Regions from separate parts of the Mus musculus genome. Here all the other regions are linked to region 3. The links are chromatin contacts, called in public promoter capture Hi-C maps. All regions are on one chromosome and are shown on one strand. The core of a region is the stretch at or near the end of the contact, and the rest is flanking DNA. Distances in the headings are between cores, read along the strand shown. Region 1 holds the start of Nkx2-3 (NK2 homeobox 3). Region 2 holds the start of Slc25a28 (solute carrier family 25, member 28). Region 3 holds the start of Fgf8 (fibroblast growth factor 8).

Region 1 (3,796 bases), core at 208-2,707, 2.1 Mb after region 3:
AGTTGGATGGACCGATTTAGACAGTTTCATGTCTGTGTTAGGCCTGGAGAATTGTTAGAGAAAAGATTTTGGTCTCAGCCAGATCAAATCTCCACTCGGAGAAGAGATTATTTGATCCTGTTTCCCTTTCAGACATTTCCTTATGGGCTTATTCAATTATCTGATTCTCCTGCCTGCCCCACCTCTGATCTGCTGAATGGCCAGAATCCCACTCAGAACTAATTCAGGAACTTTAACCATTCCACTCCGCCTGCAGTATAAGAAACAAAGCGAGCATTACGATATTTTTTTTCAGAGGCCTTCACCTCCTGGGTGTGACTTGCTGCCGTCATCTGATATGGATCGAGCTCCCACACATTGGCCACCACCTCTCCTCCTTGCAGTTCGAACGTAAGAACTGCAAGCTCCGAAGTAAGCTGGTGTCTCTCAAAGTCTTGCCCGAAAGGATGGCCCAAACACAACATTCTTGCACTGCCTTTTCGGGACAGCCGGGGTGACTGCCCTGGCCTCGCTGAATTCACCTCACGTTAGAAGAAAGACAGAAAAATGGCAGAAAACTGACCCCCCCCTTTTTTTTTGAGAAGATGGGTGTGCGAGAGAACACACACACAACGGACAAGTTACGACCCAGGCTCTGGGCCCCCGTCACTCATTACTCAAGGAACCAGGATTGCAATAATCACTTTTCCTTCCCTCGGGGACTGCTCCGGGTCCCTGCTCCGGGCAAGAGCTGTTCTCTCTTTCTCTTTTATCCCCGCCCCAGCACCATCTCAGGTACCTGTGCTTTGCAGAGCTGTCCTTGAACCTGGCATAGGCATGACCCTAGCCGAATGTGAAAGGGGCGGGTGGCCATGCAGGCACGGTTTGTGGGTTTATAGGCGCTGAGCCATTGCCCCAGGTGTGCGGACGCGTTTCCTTCCCCCTCTACTCACTTTGGCTCCGTTCGCTCACAACCTCCTCTTCTTGTTCCTTGGGCCCGCTGCAAGCGTCTCGGAGAACTGTATGGACATAGCTCTGAGGACAGAGACCCGAATCTCCATGGCCCTCGGCAGCAGCTAGTGAGTTCAAATAGGACAGTTTCTCTCCCTCTTCTTCCTCGTCCTCCTCCCCTGCATCGGAAAACTGCGTCCCTTCAGCCGTGGCCAGCATGCAGGGTGCCGAGTGGAAGTGCTGCTCCAATTCCGCCTGCAAGTGAGCTCCGTGGAAGTGCCGCTGCTGCTCCAGATTCAAAATGTCTTTGACTGAGAAAGGGGTGGAGGTGACCGGGCTTGGTAACATCATCAGGGCCACTTAATTGTCCAGTCCAAATACTCAATAAATCCCGGCGGGGGCGGGGAGGGAGTGCGGTGGCTCCAGCTCTTCTTCTGGACTCCGCGGTGGTGCGGAGTCGAGCTTTTGACAGACGCGGTCCAGTCTAAATCCCCTCCATTGGCCGGGACCTGGGGGTCTGGGTTTTGTTACAGCCACTGCAAGGACTGGGGCCGGGGCTGTGAAGCCTCTGTCCGGGGGCCCTGCGTCACGTCAAGGGGCGGGGTCGGCATCCTGGCCTCCTTCCCAATTGGTTCTTGTGTATGTGGGCCACGCCCTCTGCGTCCACCCAGTGGGATGTTGCTGCGCTACCAGAAATAGACAGGGACTAGAATAGGGTCCTGAGATCCAAGTCGCGGTGGGAAAAGCTGCAAAAAACCGGGTGTCCGAATCACCGATTCCCGCTCCACCTGGCTGCACCTTCCCGACCAGGGGCAGTTCTGAGAGGCCAGACTGCGGATTTCTAAGGAGAGGAGTGTTGTATCTGTGGAAATATGAGCGACGTGTCAAATTCCACCTCACCTTTGCTCTAGCTGTCCTCGCCACCTGGAGTGCCTTTCCCACCCTCATTTCCACAGTGGAAAGCTGTTCTCCGAGGAAAAGCTTAAATACCTCCAAGGAAACTCCGCCAGATCACCTCACCTAGAGGTCCTCTTCCTCGGAACTTGCTCAGTAATGTCACTTGTCACTCTCCCATCTAGTGCCAAAGCTGTACTTAGTGTCCGCTCGATTGTCACTTTAGATTGTGAGTCCCTGAGGGCAGGGTCCAGACCGTACTTGCCCTTGCAGCCCTCGAAGTGGCTTCAGAGAGCAGGTCTGTAGAAGACAAGACGACCGAGTTCTGTTAGTGTGCAGAGGCTCTATGCTTCGAAGCCTGGCCTGAGTCAGTATTTGGTTTTGGACGTTCTCAGTTTCCTGGTCAATATAAAGGAGCCGAATTGCCTCTTCTAGGGTTATTGTTGGAGTTTTTTTGTTTTTGTTTTTTAAAGGATAACCAGGCCGGAAGCATAGCACAGTTGTCTACTTAAAGCAAAGAGCTCAATACTTGTAACTACCCTTGTTCTTTGTGGGAGGTCAGAGCAGTGTTTGTTGCCTGCATTGATTCTGACCGGGCTGGTGTTCCACTGCACACACTGGGTGGCTCTGGTCTCAGAAGGGAGGGGACCCCCGCTGTGGCTGCAGCTCAGGCAGCCTTCTGAAGGGAATCGGGAGCCCGAGCCTAGGCCTCAACTTTCTGAAACGCCTTATTTCTCTCTTTCTGAAACCGTGGTTGTGTTCTGCAGGGAGACTAAATGCAGCCTCAGATTCAGAAAACTGCCTGATGGAGACCACCTTCTGGTATCCACCCGCCTACATACCTAGCCCCTGAGTGGTAAGGGGCACTATTGTGAGATTAAGAGCAAAAGGTGTGGGCAGCAGGCCTTGGAAAACCAAACTAGTTCCGCTTTCAACGTAGGGTTCCTCAGTAGGCCGCCCTTGCTTTTATTTATTCTCTCTCTCTCTCTCTCTCTCTCTCTCTCTCTCTCTCTCTCTCCCTCCCTCCCCCCCCCCCCGCCCCCGTAGAACCTCACAGTTTGGGAGAGACCGGCCTCAACTAGAAGGGTTCGCCGGATGGCGGCGCGGTGACCGAGGACGACGCCCTAGGAAACTTGTAGACAGGGCATGAATGCGGATTACGTGGAGAGCGGCCTTGCGGAACCCCGAGGCGGCAGCGAGAGGAGTTGATGCCCTTGGTCCTGGAAAGAAAGAACTGCGGGTTGGGAGGAGAGAGAGGCGGGGCTCTTGGGGGGGGAGCGGAAATACAGCGGGGAGGCAGCTCGTGGGGCCACCCGGGAGGCTGGTACGAGGCTCCCTCCACGTGCTCTGGGGGAGATGGGGAAAGATCATCTGTGGTTAGGCCCCGGCTCCTTGAAACCATTCCTTGGTCGCAGGAGCCTTTTTGCTCTAAGACTTGAAACTAGACGCTGCGGGCAGAGGCCGTGGTCTCTACAAAGGGCCCGCCAGCCCACCAAGGGAAGGAAGAGTGTGCCTGGTTTTGCTGTGGATCCGAAGCTCAAACATCCAGAGGTGGGGTGAGTGCGCCGCGCTGCAGGGTGGGGGACTTTGAGTGGACGCGTGCTGCGCGTCCCAGCTGCCAGACAGAGGACCAGAAGGAAACCATGCTCCAGTCTCAGTTCCCCACCCTGCAGCCAACTGCAAGGCAAAACCCATCGCAGAGAAATGCTTGTGTTCCTTTCTGCTCTCCACTTTTCTTAGCTTTCAAGTGATTTCAAGATCTGGACCAAAGAAAAGATAAAAAGCCGTTGCTTCTGTCGGGAGCGCATATTTTTCTTGCTTGGTTTCTTGCTTGCTAAGGGCGGTCGGCCTCACTTAAACCTTGCCCCAGAACCCTGGCTGGGTGAACCCCCCTACCCTCACCTCTGTCCAATGCCTGAAGCTCAGTGATAACACCCACACACCTGCTGCGGCCGAAGGCTCACTATGGCCT
Region 2 (3,854 bases), core at 226-2,725, 2.1 Mb after region 3:
AGCAAGAAGTCTGTATATGATGTGGGGAAGAATTCTTAACCCGAGGTTAACGGAATCTCCTTCACGCTGAAACCCGAAATAAAAAGCAGTTTTGTGTGTGACTGGGGATGGGGTTGGGAACTTAAGAGCTTTATTTTCCAAGAGATCACGACACAAACGTTAGTAACTACTGCCAAAGATTAGTTGAAAGACCCGTCCGCCGAAGGGCTAAGCTTTAGAGAGGAAATGGAAAAGCCTCCAACCGTTCTAAGGAAGCGCTACGAAAAGATGGAAAAGTTTGCAATTGCGTCATCATCTCATTAAAATAGGTTGTAAAGGCAGAGCTAGAAACTGGGGAAGCGTGTGCAAACACGCTGCTGAGAAGGGAGCCTGAGGTAGCCTGCAGAACCAGCGAGCGGAAAGGGGCCCTCGCTCCTCAGTAGAGGCTGAGGCTCGAGAGTCGCTTCAGTGCCCGCTTCTGCTCAAGGTAGTGGCCCTGAGGACCAGACGTCCCTAGCATCGTTTTACAACCGGGGAGCGGTTCTCAAGAAGCAGCAGCTCAGCGGTCCCGGAGAGAGAGAGCGGACAGCCATCAGACCCGGTGGAGTTTATCAGCAAGCGAGCTCGGGATACGAAGTTCAAGTGTATGTCTCGGAACAAGCTCCACTCCCAGGCATCAGCAGTTGCTCTGCCGCGATTGGGATGGTGCTCCAAGACCCTGACACCTGTCGTCGCCTCCGAACCATCCCATTTCGCCTTCTCCTTTCCCAACGCAGAGTCCACCCAATGAGAGCTCATCGGTCCACCCACTGGAGGGTTCACTAGGCGGCTTTGGGTGGGAGGCCCAAGGCGAGCGGATCTGCGCTGATGGCACACCACTCCAGAGCCACCCGAGGCTCACAGCCGATCTCCCCTAGCGGCGGGTTGGGCCGTGCCAGGGGACGCAGGGTCCGGGCTGACTCCGCCCCCGCCTGAGATCCCGCGGGAACAGTCGCACCGTGCTACTCGACACCCGGTGCACGCCAGAGCACGCGTCCTAACGGCAACCGACAGCGGTTTGACCTTGAAGGTCTGGCTGGCACCGCCCCCTCTCCCCGGCAGTCCCGACCGCCACGCACGCCGCGCCGGGGTACAGCCGGGAGCCGGTCCCTGTCCTCCAGGCGCTTCTCTCCACATCCAATGGAAGAACGAAGTGGTTCGGGCCAATGGCCACCGCCAAAGTAGCTAGAGCGGTTGAGCCTATCAAAGTTCAGCTTTACGTTTCTCCCGCCTCCGAAACGCTAGGGGCGGGTCGATCGGGCAAGTCCGCCAATCAAGAGCCAATAAACAAGACGCTTCCAAGATCAAAGGGGAAGGGGTGGGACCTACGGGACTAATGACAAGCTATCTGACGAATAACACAGATACATTTTGGCTCCGTAAAAAGGGGGCGGAGACACGTTAGGGCCTACACCAATGGCTGTCTGGGGGGCGTGTCCTCGGGGCCAAGCGGGAGCCGGAGGCCCCGGGCTCTCTGGGCCGCGCCTGAGGCGGACGCAACGGGGCCGGGGGGCGGCGGCAGTGGTGGCGGCAGCGGCGGCGCGTGTGGGCGCCGCGGCTGGCCGAAGTGGATGGAGTTGGAGGGGCGGAGTGCAGGCGGCGTGGCGGGAGGACCAGCTGCTGGGCCCGGGCGGAGCCCCGGGGAGTCGGCGCTGCTGGACGGGTGGCTGCAGCGGGGCGTGGGCCGGGGGGCCGGCGGCGGGGAGGCGGGGGCCTATCAGCCCCCTGTACGGCTGGATCCGGAGTCCGGCCCGGAATACGAAGCGCTGCCGGCTGGAGCCACTGTCACCACGCACATGGTGGCGGGCGCCGTGGCAGGGATCCTGGAGCATTGCGTGATGTACCCGATCGACTGCGTCAAGGTGAGACCTGGACCAGGCTGCGAACCGGACCTGGGGCTGACCCGACCCTGAACCTTGTTTAGAGCCAGAATCCCAACTGAGACCCAGAGCTGATAGGTTTCTTCCTGGCTCCTACCTCTACACACGGTTTGAGCCAATACTCCGTGCAAGCAAAGTCCTGGCTGGTAGATGAGCTCAGTCAGGAACCAGGACTTACTTCTAACGGTCAGTGAGGCGAAGCAAAAATCTTGTCAGCCAAAGACTTGATCCCGATTGGGACTAAGCAGGGATGGGATGGGATTGGGGGGGGGGGATCCCGAAGCACAGGTAAGTCTATAACAAACCAGCTGGCATGAAATCAGACGGTGAACTCTATCCGATAGCTTGGGTTGAGATGTGCTTCGGGTCGGCGCTTTCACAAGCTCCTTGCTGCGTCTTTCCTTTAAAGTGACGGGGCAGGAACCGGAATCTGGGATCTCTCAGCTAGATAAAAGTACGTATTAAATCTTAACCTGGGAGTGGTTGAAAAAAAAATCATTGTGCAGTCAAAAGTGAGAGTTCCAGACTGGAATGGATGTGGGAATAAGGCATGTTAAGAAAAACGGTTTCGGTTTCTCTGCGAGGCAAGATTGGTAGCCCATCTATTTCCTGAACGTAAAAATTGAGCTGGGACTAAGATTCTATGTTGAGGGAGCAAGTGCATCAGCCCCTTACACAACAGAGGTGAAACTGATAGTCTCTTTCGTTGGGCCCCTGAATTTGACAAAAAGGAAAACAGCTGGAGGGAAGTGTGATGATATTAGAAAGCAGATGTGGAGAAACAGAATGAGATTATCAGGGTACGCTCAGGGCTGGACGTAAAGCCAACTGCATCCACAACCAAGCAGGACGGTTAATACACATACAGGTCAGGTCTCTGGGAAGAAGCCTGGGGGAAAATGGAAACATTGTTTTTCCTTGCTGTTCTTAGACTTGTGCTTGAGTCGAGATGCCAGCTACTGAAAGGGCAGTAACTTCAAGGGGGTTCTTGAAATCGTCGATGCTTTCTTTACACCACTTGTGTAGGCACTGGCCTGTCAGCTCTTTGATGGATGCTTTCCCGTTTAGGATAGCATCCACGTCAGCCATGCAAAAATCACTTTCTTCTGCTTGCCCCTGGATTCAGTACTGTTTTGCATTTTCATTTGTAAAGTGGATAAGGAACTAGGGAAAGTGCTCCCGAGGTTTTGTGAATGAGTTTGGGTGATGGAGAGAGAGTTCCTGAACTTTTGTGAATGGCATTGAGTTGGCCAGGGTTTTCAGTACACTCCAGGTTAGCTCCTAGCAGGCTAAGTGCACCTGACTGAGGTAAACATGAGCATTTTAAATGTCCTTGCCACTGGAGAGAACTAGACCGTGACCTGGAGTTAAGGCTGGAGGTGTTCCTTGGGTAGCAGCGTTTCCCAGATAACGTGCTGTGACTTACCTTAAAAGAAAGAATAAAGCCTGTATGAGAGAAATCACTAATGAGCTGTAAAAACGAACATATAGAAATAACAGTGAGTCAAACATTTATCAGAGAGACTGTAGGTTGGATGTCTTGAGTTAATGAAAGCTATATATCCAAAAGTTAAGCTTCAGAGTTACCTCCCTCATCTCCGACTACAGCAGAGGGGTCTGGAGTGCTGTGTTCAGGATAAGTATCATGTGGAAGACAGATCAGAGGAAGCAATAGAATTATTTAGTGGAATGCAGTGTGATAATCTCCAATTTAAAAATGTTACTATTGCGATTGGAAAGGCGGCTCCGGTAATCGTCTGTTACCGGTCATGTGAAAATCCAGGCATGGTAGTCCTTGTATATAATCCCAGTGTTGGGGAAGTAGAGGCAGTCAGATCCTTGGAGCTCACCAGCTAGCTAGTGTAGGCAAATCCACGAGTCCAGGTAAGAGAACCTGTCTCAACGCTGAGTGCCTTTAATTCCAGCACCCAGGAGGCAGAGACAGGCAGATCAAGT
Region 3 (4,012 bases), core at 1,003-3,502:
GGTGTCCACTGAGGGTGAGGGAGGTGATTCACAGATGGTGAATCAATAAGGTTCATCTCTGGAGGCTCCCTAACCCTGTTACAACTCAGGTGCTCGGCCCTACACACACACACACACACACACACACACACACACACACCACACCTGGGAGGAACTAAAACCCAGGATCTACTGACAGACTGCTTCCTGATCCCTACCTGTGTCTTGTGACTCAAACTTATTTTCAAAGTCTTGTGTCCATAGTGAAGAGAGGGCCCTTCCTTTTCCAGGGGAGCCCATCCTTCGCTTTCCATCTGTTTAGGCATTTACTCGTCGATACACTCAAGAATAAACACTCCTGAGTATCTCATATGCTCCACACATGAAGTAAATTCTGTGAGCAAACAGATATCACCTTTGTCAGCTTGAAGCAATGAAAAAAAAAAAAAAAAGACAAGTCATTCTAAAGGCCCCTCAGCAAGCACACAGAGAAAGCAAGGGGTTGGCCTTTGTCAACCCCTTGGACACTGGAGTCCGTCTACCCCATTTCCCCCTTCATGGGCCCACTCTCCAGTGGGACTGAAAAGAGCTATTGCCTGCCAAATCACTGACAGATAAAAGCTACCATCGGTTGGCAGGTGAAGCCACCAAAGGTGGAAGATAGTCTAATGGCTCAGTCAGGTGGCCCCCATCCATCCATCCAACACTACCTGCAGAGCTACAGCTCTGCCCTGAGCTTCAATCCTTGGGCCTGTAAGACAGATTCCTCCCTCACCTCCAGGTCTGGGTGGATCAAAACAGCGGGGAACAGAATTTGTGAGGAGACTCACCTATGAGCTCAGGAAGTCTACTCTGAGGAGGGCTGAGACTGTCTCCTTGGAACCAGTTCTTCTCTATATTGCTCAGCACTTGAAGGGCTGAGATGGACTCCCCTAACCATATATATATATATATATATATATATATATATATATATATATATTACTCCGTGTTTGCATTTGCAAGATGGGATGCATAAAAGGGGGGCGGCAGGCCGAACCGGATGGGGACTGACAAGGGCCTGCTTGCCTCTCTTTAGCCTACAAAGACTTTCTGGGGCCACCGCAAACCCCTAGTTCTACCCCGGAGGCACAGAGGATCAGTAGAGGGGAGGCTGTGGATGAAGGCAGAGCTGGGTGGTACATCCACGGAGCCACCTGGTCTTCAAAAATACCTGGCCTGGGAAATCTCTGTGCCTGCGGTAACAAAATAGTGGCTCAGGGTTCCCAGAAACCCTATGGAGAAAGCAATGGGGCGACGGGCTTGAAAAGGCTTACAGAAGTCTCTACCTTCTCACCAGCACCTCCCTCTTCCAAGTGACACAAGACACCAGGTACCTGCTCAAGGAAAACCTGGAACTCAGAAGGGGAAAGGCTAGGCAGCTTGGGTCCGTGTCCTGAATGTTGCTGAACGTAGTTATTTTTGCCCCTGCTAATTGCTCAGAAGCAGTGGCTGTGGGTCCTTCAGAGACCCCTGAGCTCTTACCACATAGACGCTTCAAGGTTTTTCTTAAGCTTTATAGACTAGTGCAGTTGGATGGACAGGAGCAAGGCTGAAGGTGATAATGGGGTGGCAAGGGGCATTTCTCCCTCCCAGAGCCTCTTTGGAGACTGTGAGACAGAAAACCAGCGGGGTTGGGTTTTTAGAAAGGTGAAGGCACCGGGTTCCAGTGGCGCCCAAGGGGACGCTCAGCACCGGGGCCCAGTTCACTGTTAGCTGCAGGCTCCCAAGAGGGGCGCGTGCGACCGCAGCACACATTAGGCGACCCAGAGACCTTCTAGGAGGCCAGAGATAAGCAGACCCGACCCTAAGCAGATCAACAGTCCTGCAGGACTCAAGTGTACGGGACCCCACTAAACATGTTGTCCCAGACGCCCCCCAATCCCTGGACGATCCCGCCCCCGGAACGCTGGAAGAGACAGGCAAGGGTAGTGGGAGGCGCCCACACCAGCCGCCCCCGCCCCTCCCGCGGGTCCCTAGACCCCTCCCCTGGGCCAGACCCCCCAATCCCTGCTCTGCCCGCCGCCCCGCCCCCGGCCGCCCCGCCCCCGCCCCGGGCGGCGACCCGGCCCCAGCGCCCAGCCGGGGGTGCGGGCTCCGGCCGCCCGCCCCGCGCTCCCCCCTCGCGGCCGGTGCGGCGCCCCCCGCCCCTGCCCTCCCCCTCCCTTCCCACCTCCCCACCCACCCCACAGGCCCGTTACCCTCCCGCCTGCTCGGGCTCCTGAGCAGCCAGCGGCCACCGGCTCCAGCAGCGGCTCAGAGGGGTTCGGCGCGCGCGGCGAGCACGACATTCCACGAGCCGCGTCGGGATAGCCGCTGGCCTCCCGCACCCCGACCTCCCTCAGCCTCCGCACCTTCGGCTTGTCCCCCCGCGGCCTCCAGTGGGACGGCGTGACCCCGCTCGGGCTCTCAGTGCTCCCGGGGCCGCGCGCCATGGGCAGCCCCCGCTCCGCGCTGAGCTGCCTGTGAGTACCGCGGTCGCCCCCGCGTCCCCGTCGGCCAGCGCCCGCCGAGCCCTCTCCGCTCACCCCGCGCCTCTTTCCTGCCCGCTTTTGTCTCCCACAGGCTGTTGCACTTGCTGGTTCTCTGCCTCCAAGCCCAGGTAAGGAGCGCTGCGCAGAAGCGGGGGCCGGGCGCGGGGAACCCAGCTGACACTCTCGGGCAGGGACACGAGGACCGACCCTTCGGCCAGCGCAGCAGGGCTGGAAAGAACTTTACAAATCCAGCCCCAAACTACCCCGAGGAGGGATCTAAGGAACAGAGAGACAGTGTCCTGCCTAAAGTCACACAGCGAGTGAGTGGAGAGACTAGAACCCAAGGGTCTTGAGCCCAGCGACTGGCCAGTTCGGGTGGATGGGAAGGCTACCTGTAGCCACACCTGGCCTCCTAGGAAGGCGGGAGCTGGAGTCAGCGGGTGTTCCTTGTCAAGGGTAGTTGGGATGTAGTTGCAGCGAATATCCTCGCCGCTGCTCTCTGGGGAGACCTGTGGCCGGTTTGGGCCAACGATCGTGTTAACCTAGGCCCTTTGCATTCTCAACATTTGCTCCGTAAATTTGTCTTTATAAATGTCACGGGTCGGGTAGCGTTGCCTCGCTACTTAAAAGCACCCTGCTCCTCTAGGAAGGCCCGGGCGGGGGGCCTGCGCTGGGCAGGGAGCCCACTTCCCTGCTCCGAGCTGGCCGGGAGCCCCAGGGTGTTTCCCAACAGGTGGGTCCAGACTCCCTCATTCCCGGGTTCATCCATCCATCCTGGGCTGGGTCTGCGCGACTTCCCCGAGGGGGTTGGTGGCCTGAGCCGGCATGTTGTGGGGATGCCCCCAGTCCCCGCTGGCTGCCTGGCGCGGCGGGAGGCGGGTACAAGGGCAATGGGGACCAACTCGGGGCCCCTGGGCGGAGTAGCGTTATAATGGCGTGCTGTGTATTTTTCAATTTCCTAAAGGTAACTGTTCAGTCCTCACCTAATTTTACACAGCATGTGAGGGAGCAGAGCCTGGTGACGGATCAGCTCAGCCGCCGCCTCATCCGGACCTACCAGCTCTACAGCCGCACCAGCGGGAAGCACGTGCAGGTCCTGGCCAACAAGCGCATCAACGCCATGGCAGAAGACGGAGACCCCTTCGGTAAGGTGCATTCCCGGACCCTGGAGAGGAGAGGTAGCTTGGACCTCGCCGCCCCTTGCCAGCCCCAGCTGCATCAGCCAGAAAGGCCTGCGGGCTCTCCACCTGAGAAGGGAAGGAGTTAAGACGAAAAGGTGCCTTGGGGTCAGCTGGAGAGAATAGTGGGGAAGGGACCCTGGGGAGGACGAGGCCAACAGGTGCCCTCTCTTCCCTGCTCCGCAAATGAATGAATCCAGGAGTCTCCCTTACAATCTTCACACACCTCTACCCGGCTGCAGGTGGAGGCAGAGGGTTCAGAGGAGAGGCCCAAATTTAAGGGGAGTTCTTGAAAGAGGATATGTCGCCAGGGCCCACAAAAGGAGAGTGGGAAAAAGAAAG

The links. Promoter capture Hi-C pulls out the DNA fragments that hold promoters and counts their contacts.
Region 1: a contact with region 3 is called in a promoter capture Hi-C map of hippocampal neurons, with 5 times the contacts expected there. The contact joins the promoter of Nkx2-3 here to the promoter of Fgf8 in region 3. A contact is called at or near these places in 6 of 39 promoter capture datasets (cranial neural crest, embryonic stem cells, frontonasal cranial neural crest and 3 more), 4 of 484 Hi-C or Micro-C datasets (all in embryonic stem cells), 2 of 115 datasets of contacts at active chromatin or transcription factors (embryonic midbrain and neural tube) and 2 of 9 other capture datasets (embryonic tail and embryonic trunk).
Region 2: a promoter capture Hi-C map of embryonic stem cells shows a contact between it and region 3, with 2.9 times the contacts expected there. The contact joins the promoter of Slc25a28 here to the promoter of Fgf8 in region 3. A contact is called at or near these places in 2 of 39 promoter capture datasets (embryonic stem cells and hippocampal neurons).

The regions. Positions count from the first base shown.
Region 1 is chr19:43,609,986-43,613,781 of GRCm38.p6, reverse strand. It overlaps Nkx2-3 (NK2 homeobox 3), which reads right to left and starts at 1,457. Exons shown (of 2, transcript NM_008699.2): 1 at 933-1,457. The coding sequence starts at 1,281. Gm20467 (a long non-coding RNA gene) reads left to right here and starts at 1,726. Exons shown (of 4, transcript XR_001782682.2): 1 at 1,726-1,980; 2 at 2,592-2,680; 3 at 2,872-3,380.
Region 2 is chr19:43,672,502-43,676,355 of GRCm38.p6, reverse strand. Slc25a28 (solute carrier family 25, member 28) reads left to right here and starts at 1,475. Exons shown (of 4, transcript NM_145156.1): 1 at 1,475-1,880. The coding sequence starts at 1,590. It overlaps BC037704 (cDNA sequence BC037704), which reads right to left and starts at 1,178. Exons shown (of 1, transcript NR_045645.1): 1 at 1-1,178.
Region 3 is chr19:45,741,124-45,745,135 of GRCm38.p6, reverse strand. It overlaps Fgf8 (fibroblast growth factor 8), which reads left to right and starts at 2,252. Exons shown (of 6, transcript NM_001166361.1): 1 at 2,252-2,483; 2 at 2,584-2,620; 3 at 3,139-3,225; 4 at 3,457-3,637. The coding sequence starts at 2,452. RefSeq lists enhancers at 3,907-4,012, 3,485-4,012.